Linked DNA regions of Macaca mulatta: region 1 is linked to region 2. A link is a contact called in public Hi-C data. All regions are on one chromosome and are shown on one strand. The core of a region is the stretch at or near the end of the contact, and the rest is flanking DNA. Distances in the headings are between cores, read along the strand shown. Region 1 holds the start of SAP30 (Sin3A associated protein 30). Region 2 holds the start of HMGB2 (high mobility group box 2).

The links. A called contact is a pair of places that touch in the nucleus more often than the background predicts.
Region 1: a contact with region 2 is called in a Hi-C map of liver, with 2.6 times the contacts expected there. The contact joins the promoter of SAP30 here to the promoter of HMGB2 in region 2. A contact is called at or near these places in 7 of 14 Hi-C or Micro-C datasets (CD4 T cells, blood, cortical neurons and 4 more).

Annotation. Positions count from the first base shown.
Region 1 is chr5:181,801,442-181,804,448 of T2T-MMU8v2.0, forward strand. SAP30 (Sin3A associated protein 30) reads left to right here and starts at 1,399. Exons shown (of 4, transcript NM_001266332.1): 1 at 1,399-1,934. The coding sequence starts at 1,620.
Region 2 is chr5:181,763,336-181,766,768 of T2T-MMU8v2.0, forward strand. HMGB2 (high mobility group box 2) reads right to left here and starts at 1,625. Exons shown (of 5, transcript XM_015139530.3): 1 at 1,447-1,625; 2 at 692-861; 3 at 267-412; 4 at 19-193. The coding sequence starts at 841. It overlaps LOC106998581 (a long non-coding RNA gene), which reads left to right and starts at 1,897. Exons shown (of 2, transcript XR_013417585.1): 1 at 1,897-2,022.

The sequences.
Region 1 (3,007 bases), core at 149-2,648, 38 kb after region 2:
CCGGAGAGGCGGAGGTTGCAGGATCGTGCCACTGCACTACACAGCACTCCATCCTGGGCGACAGAGCGAAACTCTGTCTCAAAAGAAAAAACAATTATTTATCACTAAATTTACTTACTAAAAGAACTTGCAAAACAAAACCCTACTGCCTAAAATATATTTTAAAACGTATTTGTGTTTAAGCAGCGTGTATCTTCTGATAAATAATGACGCGTGGTAACTAGTAAAGGCGCAGCTTTCGTGTTAGCCACGCCCATCCCTCGCCCCGCCCTCCACGAGCACCTCCCCCCGCATGCACGCACGGACATACACGCGTACGCGGGCACACACACGTACACACGCGCGCGCCCGCGAACACATACATATAAGCAAGAGCGCACAAACGCGGGCAGCATGCAGGGGCGCACGCGCCTGCCAGGTCTCAGGAAATGCGCTTTCTACTACCCGCGCCGGTAGAGCTAATGCAGGGAAGTTTCTGGGAACAGTCGAGCAGCGTTTGTATTGGTGAGGTTCCAAGTCTCCTTTAAAATGATACGACTCCGCCCTTCTCCAAAACCGTTTGAGGAGAAATGGAAAAGGTTGGGCGTGGAGGTGAAAAGGAGCCCTGTTGTCAGCTGGTCCGTACTCCACCTCAGGAGGCGGCCAACTCCGTGCGTCCAAGAATAAACACATTTCCCTTGTAGGAACATGCAAGGGTTTAGAAACGCCCCCCTGCCCCCCGCGAGGCGTTTGTGAGGGGGACCTGTCACAGTTGAAAAGTCAGGATGGGCGTTTTCCTCCCAGGAGGTGCCCTACTAATTTGCTGCCTCGATAGTTGGTCAAGCCGGGATGTTAGCTGCGGAACCTCCAGGACCGAAGAGCGCCAATTCTCCTGAGTTCTCCTTGGTTTGGGTTTCCCACAAAAGCGCGGTCACACCAAAAGCTGTGTTTCCACAAATGCGAAACGGCCTCGAAACTTTTTTTTCCGCACACGCTCACTTCCCACACCACTCCCATCCCTTTATGTTTCGCCTCAGGAATCGAGTAACTTCTCTGAAACCCAATTCTACGAAATCCCAGCAGCTAAACACAGCCCGACTTCCCTAGAGACAGAGAGAGAGAAAACACTGTAAACCCCAATCACACGCTCCTGTTTTCCCGGTACTGAAAAAAAAAAAAAAAGTGGGTCCGTGGCCGCGCTATGCATGCTAGGATTAGTAGTTCCTCCATCTCGCAGGGCGAAGGGTCAGGGCGGAGCTCAGGTTGACTCCGTAGCAGACAACTACAATTCCCATGGGGCCGCGCGTTTGAAAGAAAGGGGCGGGACGGGAGGGGGCGCGTCGCGCTTGCGCAGTCCCGGGGGCCGGAGGGAGGCGGAGGCGTAGCGGTCCAACTGCTGAAGTCCCCATGTGACAGTGAGCGGGGTCCCGGCTCCAGAAGACGCTAGAGTCTGCGTCCGGGCCCTCAGCACTGTCCACTGTTCCGGGGCCAGCAGAGACCAGCAGGCCCGGGACGGTTGGTGTTTGACCGTGCCGCTAACTTGGTGTACAGAGTGAATTGCCGCTGCCGGAGCGGAGAGAGGCGGAGCGGCCAGGAGAGAGGGGATTTGTGTCAGCGCCGGCGCTCGGGAGCTCGGAGACATGAACGGCTTCACGCCTGACGAGATGAGCCGCGGCGGAGATGCGGCCGCTGCAGTGGCCGCCGTAGTCGCTGCCGCGGCCGCCGCCGCCTCCGCGGGGAACGGGACTGGCGCGGGCGCCGGGGCTGAGGTGCCGGGCGCGGGGACGGTCTCAGTGGCTGGGCCCCCGGGGGCGGCCGGGCCGGGCCCAGGGCAACTGTGCTGCCTGCGGGAGGATGGTGAGCGCTGCGGCCGGGCGGCAGGCAACGCCAGCTTCAGCAAGAGGATCCAGAAGAGCATCTCCCAGAAGAAGGTGAAGATCGAGCTGGATAAGAGCGTAAGTAACCGCGGGATCGCCCTGCCCTCCTGTCCCCTGGTGGGGCCCCAGGAGTCGGGCAAAGGCACGGATTGTCGGCGGGGTCTCCCAGACCTGGCTGCAGTGCGGTCTCGTGGAGTCTGTGTTTGGAAGCAAATAACAAAGTCGCTGCAACTCCGACCGCCACCCCAACACACACACAACACGCACGCTGTCGTTCCCCTTTTCTTTCCCACCCTGCCCCCAGCCTCCCGCTGCCTGCGACTCTCCCGCGCACTGTCTTCCCTCTTCCTTCTCCTCTGCGACCAGGACACGAAACAAAGGGGACCGCCGGACCGAGGGCCCAGAGTAGTTTTCTTGCAGCCCGGCAGCTCTTCTGGAATGGAGGCGCCTTTGTTTCGCTGCCCAAGCTGGTGTTTGGCCCCAGGCGGTGCTAACTCCCCTGGTCTAGGGGAAAGTGGAGGACCTTCGCGATCAAGGAAGATCCTGTTCCTTTCTGTGCTCCGTCTCCTCCGGAGCGGAGTGAGAGGGAAGCCGAGCTCGCCCGCCGCCTGGCAGTGAGCCGGGGCTGTAAACGGCGTTTGCGCTGTCAGCTCCGAGGGCAGCTGCTCCGATGGTGGGGAGCACGTAGCCTCTGCGGTTTTGCCATCCCCTTGGCAGCCATCAGGATTTCTTTTTTCCTCCTCCTGCGCGTCTTTTCGTTTGACCATCTAACAGCCGTTGCTACTTTTGGGAGATCTGGCTAGCGGTAAATGAATAACATGGTATCAAGAACCTACCACAAGTCCTGCGTATTTTTATCTTGCGCTTGGCTTCGAAGTAAATGTAAAAGCCTGTTAGCTCAGTCCGTATTTGTTTCAAATGTTAGTCTACAGTTCGCAGGAGTGTGTGTAATTAAAGTTTTTGAAAAGTTTATTTGTGATACTTTTTTGCCCGTTTAAACAGTTTTCAGTGTTATCCGTGAGAAACTTTTCAGGTGAACTTGCATAATTTCAGATTGCTTTGGGAAAATGTGTTATAAATAAATACATTGATTTAATTTAATATTCAGAAAAGTTGATAACTGAAATTTAAATATAGTTATGAAGTCGATA
Region 2 (3,433 bases), core at 375-2,874:
AGTAAGATGACAATGTACCTTTTCATATTTCTCCTTTAGCTTAGCTGCTTTCTGTTCATATGGTTGTTTATCTTTGGCTGACTGCTCGGACCACATTTCACCCAATTTCTTTGCAGTATCCCCAATGGATAGGCCCGGGTGTTCACTTTTGATCTTTGGGCGATGTTCAGAGCAAAACAGGAAAAAGGCAGATCTGAAAGGAAGCAACAGAGCTTAATAAACTGAAGGAAAAATCCAAGGGGCAATTTGGTTTATTTTAAACTTACGGCGGCCTTTTAGGAGCATTGGGATCCTTTTTCTTCCCTTTCTTATCACCTTTGGGAGGAACGTAATTTTTCATCTCCCTATCATAGCGAGCTTTGTCACTTTTTGCCATATCTTCAAACTTCGACTTCTCCTTTGCAGACATGGTCTGTGGACATAAAAATAAGCGCCAAGAATACGGCAAAATTGTTACTTATAAACACCCAAAGACGAGAAGATCATCTTTAAGGAGCACATTTTCCTTAACTGCATTTTGCTTTCGAAGTCTTAATGTAAGTAAAAACCTAAAATCGTCTGCCTCAAACTCTTAAGATATTCAGGGGAGTCATCGGGGGTGGCAAAGTTGAAGCTCTCGAGTTGCCTACTACGTACCTGCCTAAGGCCCTCCTGGCCGAAAACCACACCTGCACCCCCTCTCCCGCCTCACCTTCCATCTCTCCGAACACTTCTTGGAGAATTCCGCAAAATTGACGGAAGAGTCCGGGTGTTTCTTCTTGTGCTCTTCCCGGCAGGTCTGCACGAAGAAGGCGTACGAGGACATTTTGCCCCGCGGCTTGTTGGGGTCTCCTTTACCCATGGTGACAGATCGGCGTCCACCTGACGGGGCGGAGGGGGGAGAGGGGAAGCCGGCGGGTCGGTGCGGAGCCCGCAGCTGCCAGGGCGGGCGCTGGCGGGGCTCCGCTTCCCGCCCAAATCCGCTCCCGCCCTGCCCGCGCCCCCCTCCTCCCGAGGGCGTCCTCCCGAGGGCGGCCGCCCGCGCCCCCGCCCCGGCGCACACCCTCCTCCTCCTCCTCCTCCCAGCCCGAGCGGCCGCGGCTGACGACTCCTCACGCTCGCCCAGCAAGTGGCTCCCGGGGCCCGAGACGCCGCCTCCCGCCCTTCAACTAGTCCGGCGACTCCGCAAGCGCCCTCAAGACGCCTTTCCTGACAGAAATGTCCCCCGGCTTTCACGTCGCGAGCCTCACTCAATCGCTAATCACCTCGTGACCGACATTGAAAACTCCCAGAACCGGGCCCGGGCGGGGGCAGTTTCCGCCTCTTCTGACTGCCCGCCGGCCCTCTACAGCCCCGGCCCTCGCCGGCCCGCACCCCAAATGCCGCTCGCCGGGTCAGACACCGAGAGCCACAGCGCCGAGACCGAGTAGAGGCTCTGAGGGAATGGGGAAAGGCAGGTCCACGAACCCGAGGGTATTGGAGGGTATTCTTGCCTGGTGCGAGCTTTTCCTCAGAGTCCTGCAGAGCGGCCGACCCCAACAGAGACGCTTCCCTCACCAGGCTCCGGCGTGAACTGGTTTATCTCTAACGCAATCCTCAGCCTCTTGTTTTGCAGAGTTCTCCGCGCCACGGCAACTTGACGAGCTAGGCCACAGGCCACATCCCCACTTCTCTGATTGGTTCTGACGATTATTCAAACCCAGATAGTCCCCGCCCCCTTGCCACGGCGGCTAACGATTGGTCAGGGTCTTACCAGACCCGCCCTCCACGCCCCAGCCTAGCAGGTTCGGTGGGTCGCCCAGGTCGTTAACTCCCAGACCCGTTAGAACCGGTCAGGAGAGGAATGTACTGCTCGATCCTGATTGGCGGCGGGAAGAGGGTTTGAAAAATGGCGGGCCTCACGCTGACTGGCTGGGACTGTAAACGGTGGGAGTGGTTGGCTCGGGAGAGAAAGCCCCGCCAGATTTAAAAAAACCTAGTCGGGAGACAGGGGGTTGGTCTCCTGGCTTGGCGACGGCGGCGGCTCGGTTTGCTGGCGCTAAGGTAACAGCAGAGGTCCGCTTTGCCCTTCCTCCGACCACCATTTAGGTCCTGTCTGTCTCCCGCCTCGGCTCAGCCCTGCAGTGTTGGCTCCTGGGAGCTGTAGTCGCTCTGCTCTGTGGCCCTGCAGAGTCTCCCCTGAGCCGCCCAGAGAATAATAAATGGGGAGAGCCTGGAGTTTGCCCTGCAAAACCGATTGCCCAGCTCCTCCCGCTGTTGCTGAGGTTGGCGTAGAACTCGGGGAAGTCAAGGCAGGGAACCTCGGAAAGGGCGCGGGGGGCCGGGAGGGAGCCGTTGCCGCGTCCCGTGGGGTGTTACAAAACGTTCTGAAAGTAGGTGCTTCCCGCCGAGGGAGTTTCCCTCAGAAGGCCCCTCCTTCCTTCCCTCTTTGTCTCGGGTGACAAATACTGGGAGGTAAACAAGGGCACCCTCCGGGTCCCGAAGGGGCGGAGGCGGCGCCTTGTCCCCCCGGCCCCGCCCCCTCCTGCCGGGTCCGGAATTCCAATCCCCAAGTGCCTGGGCCCCCACGCCGCACACCGCAGCGCTGCGCCGGGAGCTCGGAGTCCAGCGGCTTCCCTGTCTTTGGCTGGCCTGGCCTTCGCCTGGGCATTCACTGCCTCATCCTACTAGTGTGATAGTTTTTAAAAATTGAGACTCGCATAAAAGCAATGCATGCTCCCTACTCCACCCCCAGTTGCGTAGATCCTCCAAACGGCATATCGCCACATTTTACAGGCTCCTCCAAGCGCGGGTTAAGAACCTCCGTGTTAGTATAGGGAGAGCGCGCCAAAGCTACCTTACCTTACTGCTTACCAGCGTCACAAGCTGCTTTTCCCAAGGTAGAGGACTTTAATTGACATCCTGGTGTACTATTTCTGTGGTATTTAGTTTTGAGGGGTTCCCCCCACTTTTGACATATAGGTTGCATGACTCAAGAAATTTAAATATTTTGTCTTAATTTTTCCGTAAGTTCATTGGCACTTGTTAGACTATGCTCTTTGGCTTATATATGGTTATCATAACAGTACTTGAAAACCAGCAGTTGTTTATCTATGTTTACTAATAAAAATGAGATCTTAAAAAAATGTATTTTCCTAGGAAATGGATAATGGTTGTCCAACATTGTGAGTATACTTAATGCCAGTGAATTATACATTTAGGAATGGGTAAAATGGTAACTTTTATGTTGTGTATGTTTTACCACAAAAAAAAATAAAGTGGCGGTTTTTCAAACAGGAAAAAAATGTATTTTCTTGTATTTAAGTGTTCCAGAATTTTGTTAAGCATAATCCTTAGCTGATAACATTCTCTTTTCTGCCTTAAGTTGCAATACCTACAAAATCAGTTACAAAAACACCCAAAAATCCAAATTAACCAAGTAATTCATACTACTTTATTCTAATATCAGTTAGTG